Linked DNA regions of Pan troglodytes: region 1 is linked to region 2. Evidence: chromatin contacts called from public HiChIP or PLAC-seq data. All regions are on one chromosome and are shown on one strand. The core of a region is the stretch at or near the end of the contact, and the rest is flanking DNA. Distances in the headings are between cores, read along the strand shown. Region 1 holds the start of LOC129144559. Region 2 holds the start of EGFR (epidermal growth factor receptor).

Evidence for each region. HiChIP or PLAC-seq counts read pairs in DNA pulled down with a chosen protein or histone mark.
Region 1: a contact with region 2 is called in an H3K4me3 HiChIP or PLAC-seq map of stem cell-derived excitatory neurons, with 4 times the contacts expected there. The contact joins the promoter of LOC129144559 here to the promoter of EGFR in region 2. A contact is called at or near these places in 2 of 7 Hi-C or Micro-C datasets (induced pluripotent stem cells and stem cell-derived neural progenitor cells) and 1 of 1 datasets of contacts at active chromatin or transcription factors (stem cell-derived excitatory neurons).

Annotation. Positions count from the first base shown.
Region 1 is chr6:61,030,718-61,035,595 of NHGRI_mPanTro3-v2.0_pri, reverse strand. LOC129144559 reads left to right here and starts at 3,024. Exons shown (of 4, transcript XM_054687553.2): 1 at 3,024-4,878. The coding sequence starts at 4,660. It also overlaps the pseudogene LOC741841.
Region 2 is chr6:60,793,316-60,797,854 of NHGRI_mPanTro3-v2.0_pri, reverse strand. EGFR (epidermal growth factor receptor) reads right to left here and starts at 1,829. Exons shown (of 28, transcript XM_519102.9): 1 at 1,279-1,829. The coding sequence starts at 1,366.

The sequences.
Region 1 (4,878 bases), core at 1,775-4,274, 240 kb before region 2:
AAGAAGTAGATGAAACGATGAGAGAAGCAGATATTGATGGAGACAGACAAGTTGATTATGAAGAATTAATACAGATGATGACTGCAAAATGAAGACCTACTTCCAACCCCTTTTCCCTGTTCTAGAAGAATCAAATGGAATCTTTTACTTACCTTTTGCGAAAAGAAAAAAGAAAAAAGAAAAAAGTTTCTAATTTTTTGTTTCTGTTTCTTTCTTTCTTTTTTTTTCTTAAAGACAGAATCTTGCTCTGTCACCCAGGCTGGAGTGTAGTGGTGTAATCTTGGCTTACTGCAACCTTTGCTTCCTGAGTTCAAGCGATTCTCATACCTCAGCCTCCCAATTAGCTGGGATTACAGGCGTGAGCCACTACTTTCAGCTAATCTTTGTGTATTTTAGTAGAGACGGGGTTTTGCTATGTTGGTGAGGCTGGTCTCAAACTCCTGGAGTCAAGTGATATGCCCGCCTCAGCTTCCTAAAATGCTGGGATTACAGGCGTGAGCCACCATGCCCAACTGATTCATTCTGTTTCTGTATAGCAAAACTGAATGTCAAAAGTACCTTCTATCCATACACACAAAATCTGCATGTATTTGTTGGTGGTCCTGTCCCCTAAAGACCAAGCTACACATCAGTTTTACAATATAAGTACATGTACTACCTTAATAATAAGGACTCCTCAAAGTTCCATTTAGTCATGATTAATACACTGTTTGGGCCGGCCAGTTTTTCATGCATGCAGCCTGATGACTGAGAGCAGTCAGCCATTTGTATTTAAAAAAAAAAAAAAAGGGGAAAACAAATCCAAAACCTATTCAAATGGATTCTGGTTCAATTTGTTTAGTATAAATTGTCATAACTGGTTTACTGAAAACGAACATTTAAAATTGGTTTATCTTAGGATGATGTGCAGAAAAATGGGGTGAAGGATAAACTGTTGAGACGTAGCCCCACTAGCGGGATGGTCATCTTGTACTTCTGTGTGCTGTGACCCATGGTGACGATGACATACCCTGGTGGCATGCCCACGTATGTTGATTTAGCGTTGTCTGCATTGTTCTAGAGTGAAACGGCTGTCACTGTTCACACACATTTTTAACAAAAAACCTTTACCAAGGGAGCATCTTTGGACTCTGCTTTTAAAACCTTCTGAACCATGACTTTGAGCCAGCAGAGTAAGCTGTGGCTGTGGGCTTCAGCACAGTCATCAACATTACCGTTCAACAAATTACAGTTTACTTCCATTCCGAATTGTAAATGCTAGTTTTTTTCCCCAATAAAAAGATGATTAACTTAAAAAGAAAATTCTAAGGAATCTACAAAATGACCACTAGAGCTAATAAAAAGTTGCAGTCTATATGGTTAATATGCAAAAATCGATGTAAATTTAGTATGCTAACAGTACAGAATTAGAAAATGAAATTTTAAAAATTATATTTACTGTAAGAACAGAAACATGCAATGTTTTTCAGTAAATCAACAAAAATGTGTAAGACCTCTATACTGAAAACTACACAATGGTGGTGAAAATATTGAAGAAAACTTAAATAAATGGAAATATATACCATGTTTATGGCTTATAAGAGTCACTATTATTAAGATAGCAATTCTTCCCAAATAGGTGTATACATTCCGTGAAAGCCCAGCAGGACTTTTTGTAGGAATTGACAAAATGATTTTAAAATCTATATGGAAATGCAAAGCACCTAGAATCTGCAAAGCCATCTTGAAAAAAGGGGAAAAAAAGTTGGCAGGCTTACATTGCCAGCTTTCAAAACTTATAGAAAGCCAGCCGGGCGCGGTGGCTCACACCTGTAATCCCAGCACTTTGGGAGGCCGAGGAGGGTGGATCACGAGGTCAGGAGATCGAGACCATCCTGGCTAACGTGGTGAAACCCCGTCTCTACCAAAAATACAAAAAATTAGCCAGGCGTGGTGGCGAGCGCCTGTAGTCCCAGCTACTCAGGAGGCTGAGGCAGGAGAATGGTGTGAACCTGGGAGGCAGAGCTTGCAGTGAGCGGAGATCGCGCCACTGCACTCCAGCCCGGGCGACAGAGCGAAACTCTGTCTCAAAAACAAACAAACAAACAAAAAACTTATAGAAAGCCAATAAAGCTACAGTGATCAAGACAGTGTGGCACAGGCATGAGGATCAACAAACAGATAAAAGGCATAGAAAGCCCAGAACTGGGCCTGCTATTACATGACTATACCTAATTTGGGAACCGTGGTTATCCTTGTGATTATGGATATAATTACAGATATGATTATACTCAACTTGGGAACAGTTTTTTTTTTTTTTTTTTTGCCTATATTAAGTGTTGTCAGGTCAAGGAGGTATGTACTGGTTGAAAAAAGATCCTGATTTGTAGGAAAAGACACAGCACATGGTGATGTTTTAGAGAGTTAAAATTTGGAGCCATTCTCCATATTCATTGGATAGAATCATCATCCCTCCTCTGCCTTTCAGCCTATATAATCAGTAAGAATTATATGGCAGATAAAAATCTGGCATTGAAGGATGAATCAACTGTTAGACAATTGATCTCATTTTCTCATGTCATCTGTCTACATCTCTCATGTCATCTGGCATATCATATGTTCTAGGTCAGTCCTGAGTTCAACTAGTCTGTCCTGTGATTTTCACTATTATTTACACTTGTTAGGTCACTATCGTGGGGTTCAGAATATTGGTGTGAGGTGGTGGCATGGGTGCTTTTTTTGGAGCAGTTGTGGGGTGGAATCCCTCCTGCATGACCTGAGGCCACAAGAAACCCCTTCCACCACAGGTGGTAGAAGTATGACACGTAATAAACCCTCGTGTGCCTTGTTACATGATAAGCACTTTATATACCTTAGACATTTTAACCTAAATCAACCCTAAATGGCAAGGTTATTTTTTCTACTAAATTTCCAACAACTAGGTGAACTAAAAGTAGGTTGAAAGACCAATTCTTATGAAAGAATGATTGTCAAAAAGAGAAAGATAAATTCTTCTGAAGAGACGAGAGACATAGGAGCAACTCAGACAGGAAACTTTTAATGGGTTTTAATCCAGGGTTTACAATGTTTTGAATCTGCAATTCTGAAATCCAAAGCAGATCTGGAAATTGAATGTTTTTGGCAACAAATTGGGTGGCAAAATCTGAACTATTTGTAGCTCTGTGTGCTGACGAGCATTGTGAGTGCCCTGGAGGGGCATCAAGCTTTTGCCCACAAAATCCTTTCTTTCCTTGGAGCATCTCAGTGGAGTTGTGTTTTGAGAAATAGTGCCTGACATAAGTTCGGTATTGCTACGTAAGACCTCTTTATTGTTTTTCTGCATAACTTTGGATTTTCCAATTCAGTTTACTTTGACCCACTCTTTACAGTTTAAGCATGCCAGGTGGTAACTCGATGGCTTCGCATCTTAATGATCGCATCTATGTGCATAATTCTTTGGGGTTCGTGGAGCAGTTTCACATTCATTATCTTGTTTGGTCCTTAGTAAAACTCCTTCTTTATTTTCAGCACTGAAGAAGTGGAGTCTCAGAGGTCACACAGCTGGCATGTGGCAGAACCAGCCACGCCATGCCGCCATGCCGCTTTGAGGACCAGTGACCCTCAGGGACTTAGCAAAATGCCATCTTCAAAACAACTTGTCAAGATCCTCACGGGCAGTCAGTGTCATGTTTTATATCGCGTACAACCTGCAGCACAGGGCGCAGCAGGCGTGAGTGCCACTGTCTAGGGACTCTCCATACCCTTCAGACGCAGGAACGGGAATCTCAGCCAGCTGTCTCCTCTGTCCCAGGTTTCTCTCCAGTCTCACCTGAGGTCGAAAAGTCCGAATGAAGTAGGTGATAGTCCATTGATCTGAAGGGCATAGTGGATCATGGGATTTTGCTGAGTCTACACCAGGTGTCAAAGAGTCTGGTGCCCAAACCTTGGCAAGTGCCCGTGACTGATTACCTCATTGTCAGAAAATGTGGGAGCCCGGCAGCGCTTGGGACCACCTGGCTCAGACTCTTCATTCCAGACCAGACCACTGAGGCCCGGGCAGCGGGGTCCACTTACAGGACGTCGGAAGGCAGTGGGCAGGAACTGGGCTCCTTCCTGCCGGGCCGGCTTTTCGGAGGCTGGCGCTGGGGCTTCGGGACTTGAGGGCCTGATCGCTGCGCAGGCCACGCGCCACCCGCAGAGGGCACCCGCGGTCCGCCGCGTTCCAGGGCGCGGGCTCTGGCGCTGGCCTCTCTGGCGCGCGAGGGTTTGCTGAGATTTAACAGCGGGCCGTTACACTCACAGTGTAAGAACAGACTGACAATTCCAGGGCGCTGGCTTTTATGAAAATAGGAAACGCCACGATGCACTCTAACGTGGAGATGGGTTCGTCTGTGACAAGAGGAAGCCTGTTTGAAAGGCAGATTTCGGGAAAATGTAGGGAGGCAAGAGCGTTGGCCGAGTTCCTCAGAAGTCCCTGAACAGTTCTGTTATCCAGGGCGCCGTTCACATTGAGATGAGAGGTGGAAAAGAGAGCTCGCCCTTCTTGCATTGTCACACGGAGCGGCCCTCTCCCCGTGCAGCGTGGAGTCCCCTGGGCGCAGGCGAGGCTCAGGCGGGACGCGGCGGAGACCGAGCTTGTCCCTGTGTGGACCCGGGCAACTGCCGGTGGGCGAGGCCTGGATGGTGGCCAGGCCACAGCCACCCGGACGTTTGCGAGCGCCGAAGGTGGGCCTGGAGGCAGGGACCTGGCCCTGCGGGGCCGGTGCGTGCGGGGCCCGGCTGAGCCGCCGGCTCCACCGGCAAGGAACCGGGCTCCCGCCTTCCCTGCCACACCGGGAGTGTGTGAGGGGGGACCCTCGGCCGGCAGGGGGCGCTCTCGGCCACTCCATCCGCCCGGTC
Region 2 (4,539 bases), core at 580-3,079:
CATGTTCTGTCTGCACACTTGGCACACTTGAACCAGGGACATCAATCCGGGGTGTGTGTGTGTGTGTGTGTGTGTGTGTGTGTGTGTAAGACAGGTTTAATATTTTGGTTGGCTCAAATTCTTCAAACAGCAAAAAGAGACATCCAAGAAAGAAAGTCTCCGGGTTTTGAGGAGAAGTTTCTGTGAGCCCCATTTTGAAACACCATGGTGCTGGCCAGGAGGAGCTCTGCTTCCGGGGCTTCCGCTCAAGAGTCCCGCGATCCCCCCCTGCAGTGGCCGGACAGCCGCGTCCCGCTCCCCCGCGAAGCCCAGGCGCGACCGAAGGGCTGCAGGTGGAGCAGACCCGGACGTCCGCGAGGCGGCCATCGAACGAGAGCCTGGGGCTTTCGGCGCGGGCGCCCAGGAGGGAGCTCGGGTCCCCGGGAGGTGGGGGGCACTCTTGGATAGGCAAGACGAGGGCGCACCGGGCGAGGCGAGCGGCCGGGGTCTGCGCCCAAGGGGCGGGTCGGACCCCACCTGCCTTTTGCCAACGAGGAAACTAACCGCCGCCAGCACCACCCCTCCCCGGGAGCCGCAGGTGGTGGTAGACGAGTTCTCCCAGCTCCCAGGTCGAGGCTGCGACTCCACACCGGGGAACGAGGATCGCGGGGACCTGGAGAGGGGCCGGGGCCAGGCTGGCGGGCGCCGGCTTCAGTTTGAGACCTGCGCGGAGGGCGGAGGCGGGGAGGTTCGCTCAGAAAGCCGCCTGTCCCGCGGGGTCCGAGGGGAGGCTGTATTTTTGGGTTCCTTCCTCAGCTTCCCTAAACAGTGCAGTCTCGGCGGGTCGGCAGCGCCTGCCCCTCGGGTGCGCGCCAGGACCCCGCCGCGCCCTGGGAAGACAGCGCGGGGCGCACGTGCGGGACTCCGGCCCCAGGCGCCCACCAGCACCCGGCTTTCGCCCACTGACGCCGATCCCGCGCAGCTGGGCGGGGAAAGTGAGGGAAGAAAGTTGGGAGCGGTTCGGGGCGCCGGAGGTCCCGGCGGCCGTTCCCCGCCCGGCCTGCAGCCCGGTGTCCCACGCGTCTCCTCCTCCGCCCGCCCCAGACTCTCCCGGCCGAAGAACGAAACGTCCCGTTCCTCCCGCGGTCCCGGTCGGCGGCGCAGCTGATCTCAAGGAAACAGGAAAGGACGGGCGGGGGCGCGGGCGCCGAGCCGGTGCGCCGGTGCGCGGCTGGGCGGGCTGCGGGGTCCGGGGAGCGATCCGGGGGCGGCGCGGGAGCCGGCGAGACACGCCCTTACCTTTCTTTTCCTCCAGAGCCCGACTCGCCGGGCAGAGCGCAGCCAGCAGCGCCAGGAGCGCTGCCCCGGCCGTCCCGGAGGGTCGCATCGCTGCTCCCCGAAGAGCTCGCTCCGGCTCTCCCGATCAATACTGGACGGAGTCAGGGGGCCGTGCGCGGTGGTTGTGGCGTTAGCGGCGAGGCGGGGACTCGGGCGGACGCCGACGAGGTGGCCTGTCGTCCGGTCTGGGCGGCGGCGGCCGCCGGGGCTAGCTCGGGACTCCGGCCGCCTCGGCCGCGGCGGGCGCTCACACCGTGTGGGGGGCGGAGGCTGCTGCGGCCGCGCTGCGCCGGGGGCTGCCCGGTCGTCTAGCTCGCGCGGGCCGGGGCGCGGGGAGGCAGGGCGGGAGGAGGAGGGACCAGGCGGCGGAGGAGGGATCGGGAGGAGCAGAGGAGGAGGAGAATGCGAGGAGGAGGGAGGAGAACCAGCAGCGGGGACCCAAGGCCAGCGGCCGCCGGAGGCGGTGGACAGCGGTGGCCCCCGCGGGACCCAGTCTCCGGCGGGAGTGGGGCGGCGCATGGGAGGGGAGCGGGTGCCCTGAGGAGTTAATTTCCGAGAGGGGCGTTCCCAGCACTGCCCCTCTGGACCCGGTCCCCGCGGACTTGCAGGCCCAGCCTATGTCGAGGTCGAGCCAAATCTGTGCCAGGGTCCCCTTCCCCCTTTCCCTTCTTTTGTTTTACAAAGCAAACTTGTACCAGCTTTAGACAGACTGGCCGAGCCTTAGAGCCAGCGTCGGATAATGGCACCGACGGGGAAACTGCTCCTTTATTCGGGTCCCCACCTCCCCTGCAGCCCTACGGGACCCTCGCGGGGATCAGAGGCTGGCCTGGCAGCTGAGGAGGTCGCCGTGCCCGCGCGGCAGGGGTGCCAGGCGTCCGAGGTGGTGCTCTAAAGTCCGAGGGTCCTTCAGATCTTGTCAAGCACCCTCGAAATCATCTGAAATGAGGGCACACAACTCCGGGTGCAGAGACAGGCCTCCTTAATGTTTATTGCAACCAGCCATGGGTACTTTGAAGCCAATGTGTGAAGCACATTACTTCGCAAAAGTGAAGCTCTTGGAATAAAGGCTTGACACAAACAGCCGTGGAGATGCTTTTAGAGAGGCTAAGTGTTCCACTGCCCCGGTAGCTCCCGCAGGAGAAATGCCAGGGAAACTCGCGGAAGCTTTGGCCAAAAGAAACTGAGCTTCTTTGGGCTGCAGGAACTTGAGCTATATTCCTTTGGCAAGTCCACCCCATCCCCACTGTTCCTTCTCCTGCAGTAAAAATGTCCTCTAGGTCCATGTTACAGCCAGACCCCTCCTCTCTTCACGAGATTCACTAGGACCTTCAGGCCTGGTGCAACAACCCTGATCTCTCGGCTCTGTCAAAAATCACAATCCTGAAGTAAGTGAAGCTACAGACCTGCCCTTTGCTGTCTCTGAAGGGGAGCAACCTTACATCTTTCCTCCGCATCCAGCAAAATGTTTGTGCCTGGGTCTCGCACCCTGCAGCCTGAACGGTGGGGTTTTTCACCAGGGCAAGCGCAGACAGACACAGGTCTGCTCACTGCCCGCACAACCTGGAACTTCCCTGTGTATTAGGAGAAGTAATCTGTTCCTTTGTTTTAACAAATCAGTACAGCCACTGTGCGTTGAAGTCAGGCCCTGAATGCAGAGGCCGTGAAGGCTCTGCAGGCATGTGTGTGCTTCCTGCACACCTGGGCTGAGAGCAGTCCGTAGAAACACAGAAAACAAAACTAGAGAAAGGCAAATGGGAAGCACAACAGTGGAACATAAAATGAAGACAGGAGTGAGTCTTACAATGAAAGACCTGAATACGATAAAGTCCTGTGCATTCATTTAACAAGGGCCGCAAATTTGGTTTTAAACTATATTTTCTGTCAAGGGAATGTGACCTGTGTGTACAAGTCACAACACAAATCAATTTAAGCTACAACTGATTTGTAAGACTGCACAGGAATTTCTTTGAGTGCCCAAAAAGACAGCATGTAAGAACATCAGTTCTCACTACGTTAGGACTATATGAGACAACAGCCTTCATAGTACGGCTTGTATATTCTTCAATGTGATCTGATGGCATCACAAGAAACAGAGCTTTTTGTAAAGAATTACTAGACACACACATAGCACAATACTGGGATGGATTCCAGGGAACAGAGAAGAATGGGTTTGCTGAACATCTTCATGGGACATCTATGTAAAGTTTGAGTTTCTCCTTTGAGCTTTTGATACAAAAGCTGACATTCACGTTGATTTTGTAGTCCTTGGCTAGTACCTGGAGTGTGCTGATAACTGTGTTACTTGGTAAGTAAAAAACTGTATGGCCGAGCAGGCACTAATGAAGTCCTCTTAAGAGAGATAAGTAGCCTGGCATAGTTAGGGCCCTGCACAGTTAGGGCTCTAGCTCACAGCCTCTGTGGAGGGTGGTCCTAGACCATGGCCCGGACAGAGGCTGGGTGTGTGTGCCACCACCACAGAAATGACAATAGTGGCCCAGTTGCTGTGTTAAGCATTGGTCAGACTAAGCTTATCTGATAACCTGTGAGCTGGTTAATACTTGTATCTGCCTTTTATAGCAATGTGATGCTGTGGCCGGGAGAAGTGACCAGGATACCAAGGTATACTTGCTAGTATGAGAGGCCAACTTTGAATCCAAGGCAGAGCCGTGTTTTATCCCTCTTGTCCAGCAACGCTTCAAAACCTGAGACAAATGGTGATGTCAGGACTAAAATTCTATTTCATAATGTCTTGGAAATTTGTTAGGGTGAGTAATACCAAAATTTCTGCTTGGCCAAAAAAATTATAGATAAAGCCTTCATGTATGCTATATTAGCAAGTATGTACTAAGACTCTAGTATTTCCCTTAATAAATCTCATAAGCGTCTGTCAATTTTAATAACACAGATGGTTCCATCCCTTTGCCAGCTGTACATGAGAAACTTTTTTCCTCTGATGAGTGGTTATCCTCTTAGAAGAAGTTTCTGAGTACGTTGAATAAGAGTTTAGTCTTGTCTATAAGGAATGTGGCTCTGAATTTCCTAAAACCAAATGCTCTGTGAAAGGGGAGGAGACACAGGTTATTTGGCAGGGTGAAGATCTGAGGTCTTCAAATATTCTAAGTTCCATCTTAGGCAAAAGGCATTTGACCACCTGTTTTCTCTGGCTTAGAGGTCAAAGTAAAGATTGATTAGGAAAAAAAAAACATAGTGGCAGATTTTAGA